2 separate regions of the Hordeum vulgare genome follow, and region 2 is linked to region 1. A link is a contact called in public Hi-C data. All regions are on one chromosome and are shown on one strand. The core of a region is the stretch at or near the end of the contact, and the rest is flanking DNA. Distances in the headings are between cores, read along the strand shown.

Region 1 (2,983 bases), core at 281-2,780:
TTTTTTTTGCAAGGAGTGGCTCTAACTGATTTTTTTTGTAATCTAGAACTCTCTAGTTCAGAATCACATCACTCTTTATTGATCACAATTGAAAACTAATCACTGTTGAACTTCTTGGCCACTAAAGCATCAACTGATCATAAACAAGCAGTGGATCTAAAATGTTCACCGAACTGATCACCGCTAAGTTTTATAGTTCCAAAAGATAAACAGGAAACTAATCTGATAATGGGCAGGATCTTCTTCCCGATGAACATGGAGCGGCAGGAGGTTGAGCTTGAGGATGTATTTCCGCTGGGAGCTCGGGGTCAAGGTCCACCGGGAGCTCCAGGTCTCGCGCTTGAGATCGAGGCGCACGCAGGTCCGGGCGACGGTGCATGCCCTGGGCGTCACAAGGGCATCACGGCGGCGCAGTCCTGGGCTGTTGGAGGGCGGCATAGCCCTGGGTTGTAGGAGGGATTGCAGAGGGAGGGGATAGCGACGGGACATCATCCTTCACCCGTAGAACCGTCGTCCGTCGAGGTGGTCGCCACGTAGGAGCAGGTGGGCGGTGGCGCAGGTCCCGCACCGGAGTGGGTGGCTGCGTTAGGCACGAGGAAGCAGTCGTGGACGACGAGGAGGTGTCGCTTGTTAGCCATGGAGCTGGTGCCCGTCGAGGTGTCGCTCCCCGTCAGTCGTGGAGCCGTCGCTCGTTGAGGTGCGCGTAGTTAACGAGGAGCAGCACAAATTGGCGGCCGCGGCACAGGTGGACGACAGGGGAGGCGGTCCTTCGTCGTCGGATGAGCCCTACGGCGGATGAGGCGCATGGTTCGTATAGGAGACGGTGGGTGGGCGTGCGGTGCAGCGATGACGGGAGGTTCAAGAAGCAGACTGAGTTGAGTAGCAACAGATTTAAGAGGATAAAGATTTTTGACAAGATTACACATGAACTAGGTTGACGACAACCTTTTCGGACGAAGGGAGTACCTTGCAAGGGCGGAACGAAAACAGCTCGTAATCGAGTCATTAAAGGTATAGTTATCGCTTAATGCCAATCTTGAAAACAACCAAAGGCATTAGATCATTTCAGCACGTTTCAGTACAAGCCGCAACTGTGTAGCAGCACAACTATCAAAGGACTGCATTTTGACTCCAACATTAGCCACAGCTTGCAACCTTAAGGAGCATTAGCTGGAATCTCAATTAGTGACATCCCCCAGTAGCAACTGTAGTGTGAGAGTGAGTGGTATCCAACCTCCTCTCCTGGTACTTCCGCTTTCACGAACAGCAACGGTCGGGGACCAGCTCGCTGGGCTCTGCCAGGCAGTGACTCGGGAAGATTTGAATTCCCTACCCTGCTCTGTCCACTCTCTCTCATCAAAGCTCCACACTCCTCTTTTTTTTTTTTACTACGAACTGGGACCCTCCTTAATCATCCATCCCATCCTCTTCTTTAGTTTGAACCAACGCTCCACCTCAGACACTGGCCACCGTCTCGACTCGCGCATCCCACCTAACGCCGCCCGCCCGCCCGCCCGCCCGCCTGCGGACTCGGAGCTGCCGCCGTCGGAGCACCGGGATTCGATGGGATTCGACGGGCTGGTCGTCGTGTCCGATCCTTACCTGCAGCGCCGCTTCACGCAGGCGGACCTCCGCGCGCTCCAGGCCCAGGTACGCGCTCTCTGCCCTTCGTCTTCCTTGGCACTGACGGTGGTGTTTGTGACTGCGTTTTTCGATCTTGTTTGCTAGTACGCGGGGCTGCGGGACACGGCGCCTACCGGCAGGCTGCGGCTGCGGGACCTCCCGGCCGCGCTGACCGGCCTCGGGAGCCCCACGGCTACCGCCGGCGGTGAAGGGGGAGCAGTGCGCGGGGGCGCCGGGAAAGAGAATAGCTCGCCGCCCGAGCCGGTGCTCACCGACGAGGAGTGGTCTTCTGTGCTCAAGGCTGTTTCCCGCCCCGACGACAAACCGCAGCTCGACGTCAACTTTGAGCTCTTCCTGCGTGTCTACGCCGAGATGCAGCTGCGGCTCAAGGGCGGGAAGAAGGCGCGCGAGCGCGATGGCGGCCAAGGCATTAAGCGGTCCTCCTCCTCATCAGCCGCCTTCCTCACGGCATCCACCACGACGCTGCTGCACACCATCAGCGAATCCGAAAAGGCTTCCTACGTGGGCCACATCAATGCCTACCTCGCCGAGGATCCGTTCCTCAAGAACGCGCTACCCGTCGATCCGGCCACCGACCAGCTCTTCCACCTCACTAAAGACGGCGTGTTGCTATGGTGCGGTCCTGACCATTCAAATTTATGCTTTCGATCTAATGGTTTTATTTTTTGCTCTGATCTGATTCCTAACCTTTTCGGCTTTTTGGTCCAGTAAGCTCATCAACTTGGCCGTGCCAGGGACGATCGACGAACGTGCTATCAACACCAAGAGGCTGCTTAACTTGTGGGAGAAAAACGAGAACCACACCCTCTGTCTCAACTCTGCCAAGGCCATCGGCTGCACTGTTGTCAATATCGGCACGCAGGATCTGGCAGAGGGGAGGGTAGGACTCTCCCTGTTTCTATTTTTCTTGCTTTTCTTGCAAGTCGCGTTACTTATTTATAATAAAGGTGACCTTCCCTCAAAAAAAAAAAGTTGACCTTTTCAGTCGATTCTTTTTTACTTGGATACTTGGCCCTGTTTGGTTACTCTAACTTGGCTAGAGGTTAGAGTTAGTTTTTAACTCGTGACTAACCGTGAACTAACTCTAGCCAAAGGTGGTGTTTGAATGACAGGGTTAAATGCATTTTCCAGTTCTTGTGTGGTCGGATTTGATGCGGTCGACTCTTGTGTGGCCGGATCTGGTGCGGATAGATAAGAGGGAAAAAAGTAACTTTTTTGTAGGCCTCACCACAACTAGCTCAAATTAACACCTCTTGGATGGGATAGTTTTTTTGGGTGGGTTAGAGGCAACTAGCTCCAATCTAGCCCTCATGTTTGGATATTTTAGGGCTATTTGAAC
Region 2 (2,983 bases), core at 277-2,776, 320 kb before region 1:
TGCTGCAGATTGGGTGAGATGCGAGGATAAGCATGGATAAACATCTGTGGACAGACGAGGTATCCATGCCACAGAACTTCGGATCGATAATCTGCTCAGGCAGTTCGCCCTCTATATCGTGGACGTGCTGAATATGAGGTGGGGATCGAGTTTAAGCAAACAGGATCTGAAAATCAAAAAAAGGGGAAAGGGGGAAAGGAACAAATAGAACAACTAACCTGAAGAGCTTCGCTTGATTCGACACTCCCGTGGACATGATTGAGCTTCCTCCTTCTCCGGTGTAGCCGCTCCTCGTCGCCATTGCTGCGGAACAAGCAGAGCTTCTTGTCCTCAGGTGATAGAGAAGGGATAATGGGAAGGTGGGGTCACATGAGAGAACCTTTTTTTTTTGCATTGACATGAGAGAACCTGGGAGGGCCCATAAGAGTGGAATACGGTGGGCTGGATGACCGGGTAAAACGCTATACATAACAATACGAGCCGCATGCATGGTCCCGCACTGTACTTGCCTGCATGTGGCGTTGATCCTCACACGCACGCTAGCGGCTGGGATTGCCGCTGTGAACGCAACGCGCTGTAGAAAAACCGCGTCCAGAAGGACCGTACACAACCGAATGCAACAAGGCATGACAACAACTGGCGATGGCTGTCGAGCGGAGCAACAAGCACCGGCGAGCGAATCAAGGGGGAGCTCCGGCGGGGCTGGTTGTCAACAGAGGAGGCATGCAACAACATAATGGCTTGGCCAACGAGACAACAATAGTGAGGAAGGTGCAAAGGAGGCGGGCAACAGCGAAGCAACATCTATTCAAGCGGGGGATGGCGACGCAAGGTAGGCGAGTAGCGACACTGTTGGTGGCGCTACACACGACGAGCAGAGGAAGCGCTCGTATGAGCAGGCAGGGATGGGAGGAAGCAGGAGGCACGATAAGGCAGAGGGGTCCAACCAGCGAGCCTCTCCAGTGGCGTGGCGAGGGGGCCGGTCGAGGATGGCTGCTCCGGCAAAGGCTGGTCGGAGGTGAGGTGGACCCGGTCGGCCAGCAGGAAGGAGGCTTCGGCGGTCGGCGGCTTCGACGGCCATGACACAAGCGCCGCAAGACCACGACAGCTACGCGGGCGCGAGCGACAGTTCCTGGTGGTCGCGCTAGTAGCCGGCGACCTCGGAGTAGGGGAGGTCGAGCCCTTGTGTGTCTGCACGCGGGAGGAAGGCGAGGACGTCGCAGTAGGGCGCATGAGGATGAGGGCGAGGCACGAGGGAGGTTCGCCGGAGATGCGGTCGAGCTCGAGCGGGAGGTCCTCGGTGCCGAGCTCGAGCATGGGCAGAGCGTGGATCTGCAGGGTGGAGCAAGGAGGAAACGTGATAGGGGATCGCGGAGAGAGGTCCTCGTGCTGGATTTGGCTCCAGAAGGAGCTGGACGCGTCCATGGCGATAGTTGGATAAGGAGGAGGGAGGCTACGTGCTGGCTAGGCGGGGAAAACAAGAAGTGGCAGAGGCGCGGGTATTGGGTAGACTAGGTTTGGGATTGATCCAGATTTCGTATATAAATAGTAGGGTTAGGCTAGGTTTGGACCATATGATGCGATAAAAAAATAGGTTAGGGGTCCATTTGAGAAACCGATGATGTTTGGGGTATTTAGGGGATGATCCAGATCCAACACTCATGGCCGTCGGTTTCGGGTTTGGAGAAATTATCGGACGTACGCGAGGGTCTGCGCACTGTGCAGAGGGCTAGGCGGAGATGAGAGGGGAAACGGCAGCCCGGCGTCAGAGTTTAAAATACCGAAACGTCGGTGATTTAGACCGTCTATAGTTCCAATATAGGTTTAACGGTTCGGGTATCATGGACTCCGATTGCGATGAAATTTGGGAAGCGGTCTACCTACACTATATTAAGACCGCACACCAACTTTCTACCTAATCCGAGAAAGTTTTATACACACTTTTAAAAACAACATTTTAATGGTGTCGTGGGCACGTGCGTGTGTGGTTGGTCTCAAAACGGCCAACGATGAAAACTGAGAGAACCGGCAACTAATAACGAATGATGCAAATTTTGAAAAATGACGACAACGAAGTGCCGATGCAATGCCGATGATGCGATGATGAATGCGACAACCAAATAAATCACACGACGACAACGAAATAAAAAGGGAATCTTCTGAAGTGTCGGTTCCGGGCTGTTACAGTGCCACTCATAATTCCAAAACTTATTTGTTCAAATAAGAGTTTGATATGATACTGGTATTAATTAAACATACACATATTTAATTGTCAGCTAATGTTCCTATTTCAGTTTTGAAATGCATGTGCGCCCCTTATTGAGTGACATGAGAGGTTTGTAATCCCACACCCCACAATATAAGAGCGTTTTCCAAGCTACATAGCTTGCAAAACGTTCTTATATTGTGGGACGAAGGGAGTAATTTTCTGTGCGCTTTGGTCATCGACGAACTTTGTATGTAACATAGTTTGAAGCTACCATCTGCGAACAGTCAATACTTGTGAAGATCTCAACGTGGAGACTATTTTTTGAGTAGTAGGGCCAATTATATCAATGCATGCACCAAAGTACAACACGTATGCTATCTATGGGAAGCATTCTAGGGATAGTAGTTTGTGGTTCATAGGGAGCCACTATTGGACTATTTTCTTTGGGGCTTTTTAATTATTTTTTCCTATCCTATGTTTGCTTTGGTCTTATGACTTCGCTAGCCGCTCGTCTATTTCCCTGTGTGTGTTGGGTTAGGTGTGTGCATCCTAGCTATGTAGAGGTTGGGTGTGTGCCCATTTTTGTATGTATCCTATTGATGCTCCATTTTGAGCCAATAAAATCCACCCTTTATCGAAAAAAGGGAGGCACTATTGGGGCAGAGAATGCAATGATTCGAAAGATAATCTCACTACTATTTATGTTTTCATGAATCTCAGATACTGAACATCATCATAATGAATATGAGAATGCATGCATCATACGAATATTGC

Evidence for each region. A called contact is a pair of places that touch in the nucleus more often than the background predicts.
Region 2: a contact with region 1 is called in a Hi-C map of seedling, with 6 times the contacts expected there. The contact joins the promoter of LOC123443588 here to the promoter of LOC123443586 in region 1. A contact is called at or near these places in 1 of 6 Hi-C or Micro-C datasets (seedling) and 1 of 1 datasets of contacts at active chromatin or transcription factors (embryo).

What each region holds. Positions count from the first base shown.
Region 1 is chr3H:237,648,746-237,651,728 of MorexV3_pseudomolecules_assembly, reverse strand. LOC123443586 (fimbrin-2-like) reads left to right here and starts at 1,530. Exons shown (of 13, transcript XM_045120019.1): 1 at 1,530-1,650; 2 at 1,729-2,258; 3 at 2,353-2,524. The coding sequence starts at 1,564.
Region 2 is chr3H:237,968,176-237,971,158 of MorexV3_pseudomolecules_assembly, reverse strand. LOC123443588 reads right to left here and starts at 1,526. Exons shown (of 2, transcript XM_045120024.1): 1 at 219-1,526; 2 at 1-2. The coding sequence starts at 1,425. The coding sequence ends at 862.